2 separate regions of the Sus scrofa genome follow, and region 2 is linked to region 1. A link is a contact called in public promoter capture Hi-C data. All regions are on one chromosome and are shown on one strand. Each heading gives the region's core, a stretch centred on a gene start, on an enhancer-like site or on the middle of the called end of the contact. The rest is flanking DNA. Distances are from core to core; before and after follow the strand shown.

Region 1 (4,224 bases), core at 1,465-3,964:
CAAGTGTGTTTGGTTTGGTCTCTCTTGCTGGGGAGAATCCTCCCAAGAGAAGATTTCTGCCCCTTAGCCAAGTCTCCCAAACTGAGCCAGGCTCAGACTGACCATGAGCCAGATACAACTGAAATGACAAGCATATAAAAGCAGAGACCTGACTCCCCAAGTTTCTCTCCTCCTTTGCGTGAGGTACCCTGAAGACAAATGAACAAGTCCACAGCCAAGCAGACCACCTCTGACCAAGTCACATATCTCAGAGCTTCTCACCTGAATACCTGGAGTGTCTTGAACCTGAATAGCCAGGGTTTCGCCTTCTATTTGGACTTGTCTGGTATAGAGATTACCTAGGAAGGAAAAAAAAAATTATGTTCTTCCTTCCTGTACAACTTTTAAAATATTGTGGCTGTTTTTTTTTTCTTTCTTTTTTTCTGTTTTGGCCACTCCTGCAGCACGGATAAGTTCCTGGGCCAGGGATCAAACCCATGCCACAGCAGGAACCCACTGCAGTGCCACCACCAGATCCTTAACCCACTGCACCACAATGTTTTAAATCCCTGTGGGATATTTTTTTTAACTTAGAAAATATGACTTAAACCAATGCACAAAAATAAGCTATAGGTTCTTCTATTTCATGGGCTTATTTCAGGTCTTTTAAAAACAACTGCCATTTTAACCCCGTATTAGCAGATTTATTAAAACTAGGACAAAGCATGTAAGTTTTTGGAAACTTAGTTGTTTAATTTTAAATGAAGTATCCACAATTAGAGAATTTCCTTGAAAAAAATTCCCTTGTTCAGCATGTGTGAGATTCTGTTTCATTTTAGTACTGATCACTCTTTGGCATAAATTTTATATTTTAGTTATTAGATATAATGGCTTGGTGGGCAAATATTGTTAGTCAATGTACAGCCAACATTATCAATTGCAATAAAAGTGTGACATAACATAGCTGACTCTACATCAAAGCAGAGGGCTGTCATGCCTTATCTTGAGATGCTTTATATAGTGCATTTCAAATAATCCCCCAAAGGTACTTCATATGGTCTAAGGAATTAAGCAATTTGCTAACAGAGCATAGGTAGAAAGCTCTTAAGCCTCCCCAGTAGATATTCTTAATCGCAGGGATTGAAATCCTGTCCTCTCATTAATTCAGGAACTCTCCTTCTAAAATTTTACCATCAAGTTACTTTTCTTTGTGACGAGAAGAGAACTTTGGGTTTACAACTGCTCTCTTTTGGCCTTTGCTTTCAAAGGTCACCTCTGAAAGGCAGCCAGCAGTGAGGGCGAGGGGTGGGGTGGGGGTAGGAGCTGGCCATCTTTTTTTTTTTTTTTTTTTTTTTTATGACTTTTGCAGGAGTGTTTTGAAGGGAGAGGCTCTTGAGTACAAAGGGTGCTTCCAGCTGGGGTCCCTATAGTTAAAACATACCAAGGGGAATACTTTCAGGCACTTGATAAAATGATGAATGGGCTTGGAATGGAATGAGGCCAGATGGCAGTTATGGGGGTGGGGGGTGGAGTATGGGAGGGGGCAAGTGAAGTTGGAGGTGGCAGGATCCCGGGGCTCAGACTGTCACTCTGAAGGACCCTGCCCATAGTGACACACACACACACACACACACACATAAATGGGAACAGCAGTATTGGTGCAAGCTGACAGCATTTTCCTCAAACAAATTTATTTCCTCACCTGCATTTCTTTCATAGTCACCAATGAATCGTTTGGTGAGGAACCGGACGACCAGAGCTGCAGGTCAGAAAAGAGAAAGCAAAGAGGGTTAACCTTGGCCCAAGAAGTTAGGCTAGTCTCCACCCCACCCCCCAGCCTAAAAAACAATTCTCAGAGAAAGCCAGCCGGCCACCAAATGAAATTCCTACCCTGCAGCTCCTTGACCCTTCTTCCAGACACAACGGAGAGGGGGCTAAAGGCATCGTGAGTTATGGCCCTGTCCAGCTGGAAGGGTCATTTGGTCCCAACCCCCATCCCCTGAGCCCGGCCGAGCCCCACCTAAGCCTTCCCGCAGACAAACGTCTTTCCCAACCTTAAAGATCTCCAGGAGGGGATTAACATTCACTAACTCCCCTTTCTGTGCCAGGCTCTGCCAGAGGCTCAAGAACCCAAAAATTCGAATGCCGATCGTGCGGGTGGTATAGAGGGTTGTCTGGCCATTCAGGATCAATTTGTTTCCCTCATATGATTAAGGAAGGGGTTGGAAAGGACGATAGCTAAGGTCCCTCCCGAGGGGCAGCGGGTCAATAGGAGAGAGCGAGCGGTCCGGTGGCAGCTCCCTTCTCTCCACCACGCCTCGATTAACCGCGACTCCCAGCGGGGGCCGCCCACCTCCAGCGGGGGAGTTAAACGGGTTCTCGCCGGAGCGCGAGGACTCACCGGTCTTGCCCACGCCACTGGCCCCAACCACGGCGATCTTGACCAGGCGGCGGCCCGCCGCCCCTAAGCAGCAATCGGCGGCGGCTGCGCTGCCCGGGGCGGGGTACTCGGAGATGGTACACATGTTCTGAATAAGGCGCATCGCCGCTTCGGCGGGGACTGCACCGCGCGGGACCGGACCTGCGGGTCGGGAAGAGGCTCGCGCTACGAGGGAGCAGGCGGGAAGACAGAGCAGGGGAGTCCGCGATAAAAAGGTACCAGAACCCGCGCGTAATACGTCTCCGGAGGGCTCAGGTTCCAGGCTGGGACTGCACTCCGGCTGCGCGCGCGCCGTTTTGTCCGGGGCCGGCTCCGCCCCTTTCCTCCCGTGGCCAATCCCCGGGCGCCTTGCGCAAGGCCCCGCCCCCGGCGCCTCTCCCCGCGCGCGGCGCCCTTAGGGTCGCCAGGAGCCGGTGCCCGGCCTCGTGAGGCGAGGGGAAAATGGGGCAGCCGGCCCGGGAGGGGGGCAGCATGTGGGCTGGAGCCGGCGGCGCAGCCAAAGGCGGAGACGGGAGAGAAGCGCTGGGCGCAGGCTGGGGTCCTGCTGCGCCGGCACAGGGCAGATGCTGTGGCTTCGGAGTTGGGGGCGCCTCGGTTCCAGGAAACTGGGGGCGGCCGTGGGGGAGCTGCCTGTCCGCCAGTCTACCTGCCTGACCGCCCGGGAGAGCGCGGCCCGGGGCCCCCCATGAGCATTACCAGCCATCTGCACCCGCCTGGATGCCCAGCCCTCCCGCCTACTCCCTGCAGCCAGCAGACCTCTCTGCCCCGCGCCCTCCACCCTCAGGGGAGCTGCGCCCAGGGGGCTGGGGGGCCTCTAGGGTATGAGCGCTTGAGGTCGCCCGTCCTGCTCCCCGGCTTCGCGCCTGTTTCCTTAATTGGGGGCACTGACTTGGGTACGTGCGGCCAGGATGGCATGCCCAATTATAGATTTGACTGCAGTGGCCATCAGTAACAAAAACCCCTTACCCATTCCCCTGAAATGTGGCTTTGGGGGAAAATAACGTCACCCATTTTGCTCTAGCTCTTGTTGGCAAGGTGGCGGATCACTCACCCTTTGACAAGCTCACGTGAACACGCGTGCGGTCGAGTGCGTGTACGGCACACTCAGAGGCAAATCTAGAAGTAATTATGGAACAAGCTTTCTAGCAGCCTCACACACAGTCACACCTCCTCCAAGATCTGTGAAAAGGAAAGAAACAGCCCAGCTGTCTCTGTGTACTGACTGGATTGGGAAGCAGACATTCCAAAGGGTATGCACTTAGTCTCTGGCCATCAGGAATGGCAAGGTTGGTTAAGTGACTTGATGCCAACTTGCGCTCATAAAATCCCGAGCTCCAGCCCCTTACATTCTTACCAAAGACATCTTCAATAGTGGGCTGAATTCTCCATCCAAGCAACATTCTGTAGCCGAAACTGACTGCAGAATGTCACCAGACACTCAGGCTGACCCCCCCTCCATTCCCCCTCTTACTCTCCCTCCTGCCCACCCACCTAACTGGGTGGGCCCCTAAAGTTCCAGGGGCTTTTTTTTTTTTTTTTTGGCTTTTTGCTACTTCTTGGGCCGCTCCCGCGGCATATGGAGGTTCCCAGGCTAGGGGTTGAATCGGAGCTGCAGCCACCGGCCTACGCCAGAGCCACAGCAACTCGGGATCCAAGCCGCGTCTGCAATCTACACCACAGCTCACGACAATGCCGGATCGTTAACCCGCTGAGCAAGGGCAGGGACCGAACCCGCAACCTTCTGGTTCCTAGTCGGATTCGTTAACCACTGCGCCATGACGGGAACTCCTCCAGCGGCTTTTATC
Region 2 (3,995 bases), core at 541-3,040, 1.3 Mb before region 1:
CTTCCTCCACGGCTGAGACGCATGGCCAGGCCACCGGCAGCTCCTTCACACCTGGCCAGGTAGCGGAGATTCCTGGCCCCCTGAGGCGGCGGTACTCCGGTCGAGCCACACTCCCTCTCGGTCTGAGTTGGCCGAGACCCTTTCCGAACAGAACCGCTGATTCCAGTTGTTTCTGAGCCAAGGGGACACCGCCCGCTCCCCTGGCGCTGCCTGCCGAAGTTAATCTCACGTATAAAAGCCGATTTCCATGGGGATAGTCGGTGGAAGAAGGAGGGGCGCGATGAGACGGCTCTGAAGCGGGCAGAGAAGCCGGCACAGGGAGTGGAATAGATACAAGGGACCCTGAAGAGTGTGAAGCAGCGCAGGACGAGTGCGGGCAGCGATTGCCACGCGTCCCTGCGCGGAAAGTGCCACGCAAGGGGGGGGTGCAGGGCTCGGGTGCACCAGGAAAGTAACAAGGACAGTTCGCCTCCCACCTTCCTGTCTTACCTGGGAAACAAGTTTCTCCGTTCCGAGTTGTCCCTAACTTCCCCCACAAGAAGTTCTGCACTTTTTTTGGCGACCTTCCTTCTTTCCTTCCTGCGGCCAGGACTCGGCAGCAGCAGAGCCCTGGGCTGTGCAGGAACCGTTCCGCGGAGGAAGGGGGCGCGCAGAGATGGGTGGGGGTGGGGACCACTGCGCACAATGAGGGCCCCTTGGAGTGCAGTTCGAAATTCCTCAAACCCCAGTTGCTGGAATGCGAGGCGACGACGACTTCTTCACTCGGGGCCAAATGTGTTTGTCATTACTCCAGACCGCCTGCCTGCCTGCCGGCCCGCCCGCGCCGCCGTCGCCCCCGCGCTAGGGCGCACAACCCTAGCGCTCTGCGGGGCTGGCGCCCGTTCTCCCTCGCAGTTCACTGATCCTACCAAACCACTGGGGAGCTCCCCAAATCCGCGCCCCCTCTGCTTGTCTCGCAGTCGCCACGGTTGTGCTGAGTCTGGCCCAGGCTCACACCGGGCGCAGCGCCGTCCAGTAATTACGCGCTTTGGGTCGGCGCCATGTGCACCCGGCGGGCACCCAAGGTCCGGCCCTCTCCAGCCGAGCCCTTCACGCCTTCCTCCTCCTCAACCCCTTCCGCGCCTCACTCTGCGCTCTTTGCTCCCCACCTCCCTCGGTCCCCGAGCCGCTCTCCACACCACCGGCTGCAGCGTTGTCCCGCCAAACCGCGGGCGAGGAATGAAAATACTCATTAAAAACCTGTCGCCTTCCAGGACCCACTGCCAAGAAGAGGGCAAACACCTCTGCCCCTACTCCCAGCATTACTTGGTGCTCGTCCCAGTATACACGAATACCACCCCCAACCCCCAAAGAAACCTCAAAAATGTAAGCCTAAACAATTTCTTTGGAAGGCCAGAGAGTTGTTAGAAAAACAACTTTTGCTTTTAAAAATAGGTCTGGAAAATGTGTTTTGTTTTGTTTTGTTTTTAATCCCTAGACTTTCGAACTCTATGGTTATCTTCCCTCCAAGTGAAGTTTATTCAAAATAAATTACTCTCTGGACACACAATTGGAATTCGACTCCAATTTTTTTTTCCTCATCGCCCAAGGTTTGAGTGAAGTTATTCACTTCTAGCCCAAAGAGCCTGATCAGGGACTTCTCTTGGAAACAAAAAATTCTTTTTCTCCTCCCTTACCTTCTCCTCCTATGTCAATTCGCAATGAAAATCCTACACATGGAGCAAAAAGTATGTCCACGGCCTTCAGTTTTGTCCTGGAGTCCCCTTCTCTGTTTCTCTCCCTCTAGCTCCAACTGTAATGGGCTCAAAAGCCGCGTTTTGTAATTGATTCAATGTTATAGTCCATCCTTCTAAAACTAATCATTTGCTCTAAGTAAATAGCTGTCAGGAAATGAAGCCCCCCCCTCCCCTTGGCCTCTTCAAAATAAAAGTTTCTCTCGAACTCCGTGCGCTCAGAATCTTCCAGCCTCCAGATTGTGCCTTGGCTTTTCGCTTTTACTCAATCAGGGGGTCCAGCCCCAATCCCCAGACTTCGACAACAACTGGGGGGCGGGGAGAAGCAGACCAGATGGGGTGGGGTGGTGGAAGGGGGAGGTGTTGACGGTCTGCCGGGAAAGAGGTTCGTGAAAATACACACTGCCCATCATTTCCAGAATGAGTTTGCCTCCAGATTTGAGGGATATTTTCTTACGCTGCTATGTTGCTTTGTATTGCCTTCGAAAGGAAGAAAAAGTACACGTAAAATAGCAGTTAATGCTCAGAGAGAATATAAATCTGGAATCAAGAAGTGTCCCTTCTGGAGAAATTCCTAGCCCAACAATAAATGGGGCCATCAGGAGAGGTTTCCAAGCGGTTGTGTGATTTTGAACCTGGGGTCTTTCAGGGAAAGTGCCGTGCGGTTGCTAATCCTTTAATGGGATTAGGCAAACTGTTGAGTCTAATATGAAGATGATGGGTGTTTTGGGGGTTTGTGCGTGTGTGTGTGTGTGTGCGCGCGCGTGTGCGTGTGTGTGTTTAAACGGGTATGAAGGAGGGTACAAAGAGTCGAGGGTCTGCGTAGGTTTGGAACGTTCTCCGACAGAACGACCTTTACTCCCTCGGCGCACTTATCTTGTCATGTCTTTGTTTTCATGGTTATCTGGGCGAGGTTGTCCTGGCTTCTATCACGCACACAAAAAGGCTCAAGCTTGAGCGTTTGGAGAATCGTCTACAGCCAGCCTGCCACCTCTGCGTTCAAGGGGGGAGGGTGCAATTTGACTCCCCCAGCGCTCCCTCCTGCCTTGTGGGTAGGACGGTACCAATGCCCTAGGGTTGAGAGCAGAGCCCCAAATTATGGGGCGGGGAGCGAGGCAAGGGAAGGCACCGAGAGCGAGCGATCCTGCTCGCGAAGGAAAGGGGGCGCTGACGCTCCAGGAACCAGACCTGGATGGAGTGGGGCTTCCGAGCCGGGGCGGGGGGGAGGGGAACACACTCACCTTCCCCGCCTTCTCTAATTTTGAATTTTCTTGTTGGGTAAAGGGACTCATCCTTTATCTCTACTCCCCTGATCTCCCTCTTCCACCCACCCCCGCTTCTGAGAATGGCTAGGGCAGCCTGGTTCAGACTGGGACGTGAGACAGCCATCACCTCCCTCATCAGGAGGGTGAATAGCAGCCTTCGGGAATGGTCACAGAAAAGTACTGTAAGGGGTGCTGTGTTGAACTGGGACCGGTTCCTGGGGGGGTCAGGCTCGGGAAGACGGCATGAGGCTGGGCTTGGGGCCTCATACCCCCAGCCCTTCTGCTCAACCGCCTCTCGTGCATCTTCAGTCCGGGTGACTGCGCTGCTCACTATTACTTCCACATGTTCCTTCAGGAAATCATTGAAGGCGAATGTATGAACAGCCCCTTGTTCGGAATGCTAACAGGATACCGTAATGTTTGTAGATAACGAACGGGGGACTAAAGCCCCCCCCCCCAAATCCGATTGCGGAATAATATGGGAAAAGCGGCTGCCGACTTTAAGCTATTAATAAAGTCAGGCTGAGATCTAAGTTTTTATACCAAGTGCCCAAAAGGGTAGAAGGCGAGGCGAGCCTACCCAGGAAGGCCTGCTTTGCCGCTGCTAAACTGCCAGCCCGGTCACGCCGGGGTCTCCTGAACGCAGGGCCCCAGCGCTCCGCGCCCGCAAATGGTAACTTCACAGTTCATTTCAGAGTCGCTTAAAGGGGCTCGGATAGCGGACTGGGCGCTGGGGGAAAGCGGGGGGGGGGGGGTTCGGCCGTAATTCCTCCGAGTTTAAAAGCAGAGAGAATGGATGAGCAAGTGAGCACCCAGTTGTCCTTCTGGTAGTAATTACCTGCCTAATTTGAATGATGCCTTTGTTATGATCATTAACAAACATTTGCTAAAGGTTTCCATGTGTGACATTCCAGAAGGTTTAAAGGCCTGGGGAGTAGACTCCCGGGAACTGAGCACCGGTGGGGGGTGGCGCAGGGAAGCAAATGGTTGGGGGAAG

What was found. Promoter capture Hi-C pulls out the DNA fragments that hold promoters and counts their contacts.
Region 2: a contact with region 1 is called in a promoter capture Hi-C map of fetal skeletal muscle, with 6 times the contacts expected there. The contact joins the promoter of PDGFRA here to the promoter of RASL11B in region 1. A contact is called at or near these places in 1 of 5 promoter capture datasets (fetal skeletal muscle) and 1 of 47 Hi-C or Micro-C datasets (embryonic fibroblasts).

The regions. Positions count from the first base shown.
Region 1 is chr8:39,701,889-39,706,112 of Sscrofa11.1, reverse strand. RASL11B (ras-like protein family member 11B) reads right to left here and starts at 2,714. Exons shown (of 4, transcript XM_003128970.4): 1 at 2,381-2,714; 2 at 1,682-1,738; 3 at 262-338. The coding sequence starts at 2,522.
Region 2 is chr8:40,964,363-40,968,357 of Sscrofa11.1, reverse strand. It overlaps PDGFRA (platelet-derived growth factor receptor alpha), which reads right to left and starts at 1,790. Exons shown (of 24, transcript NM_001315756.1): 1 at 1,677-1,790.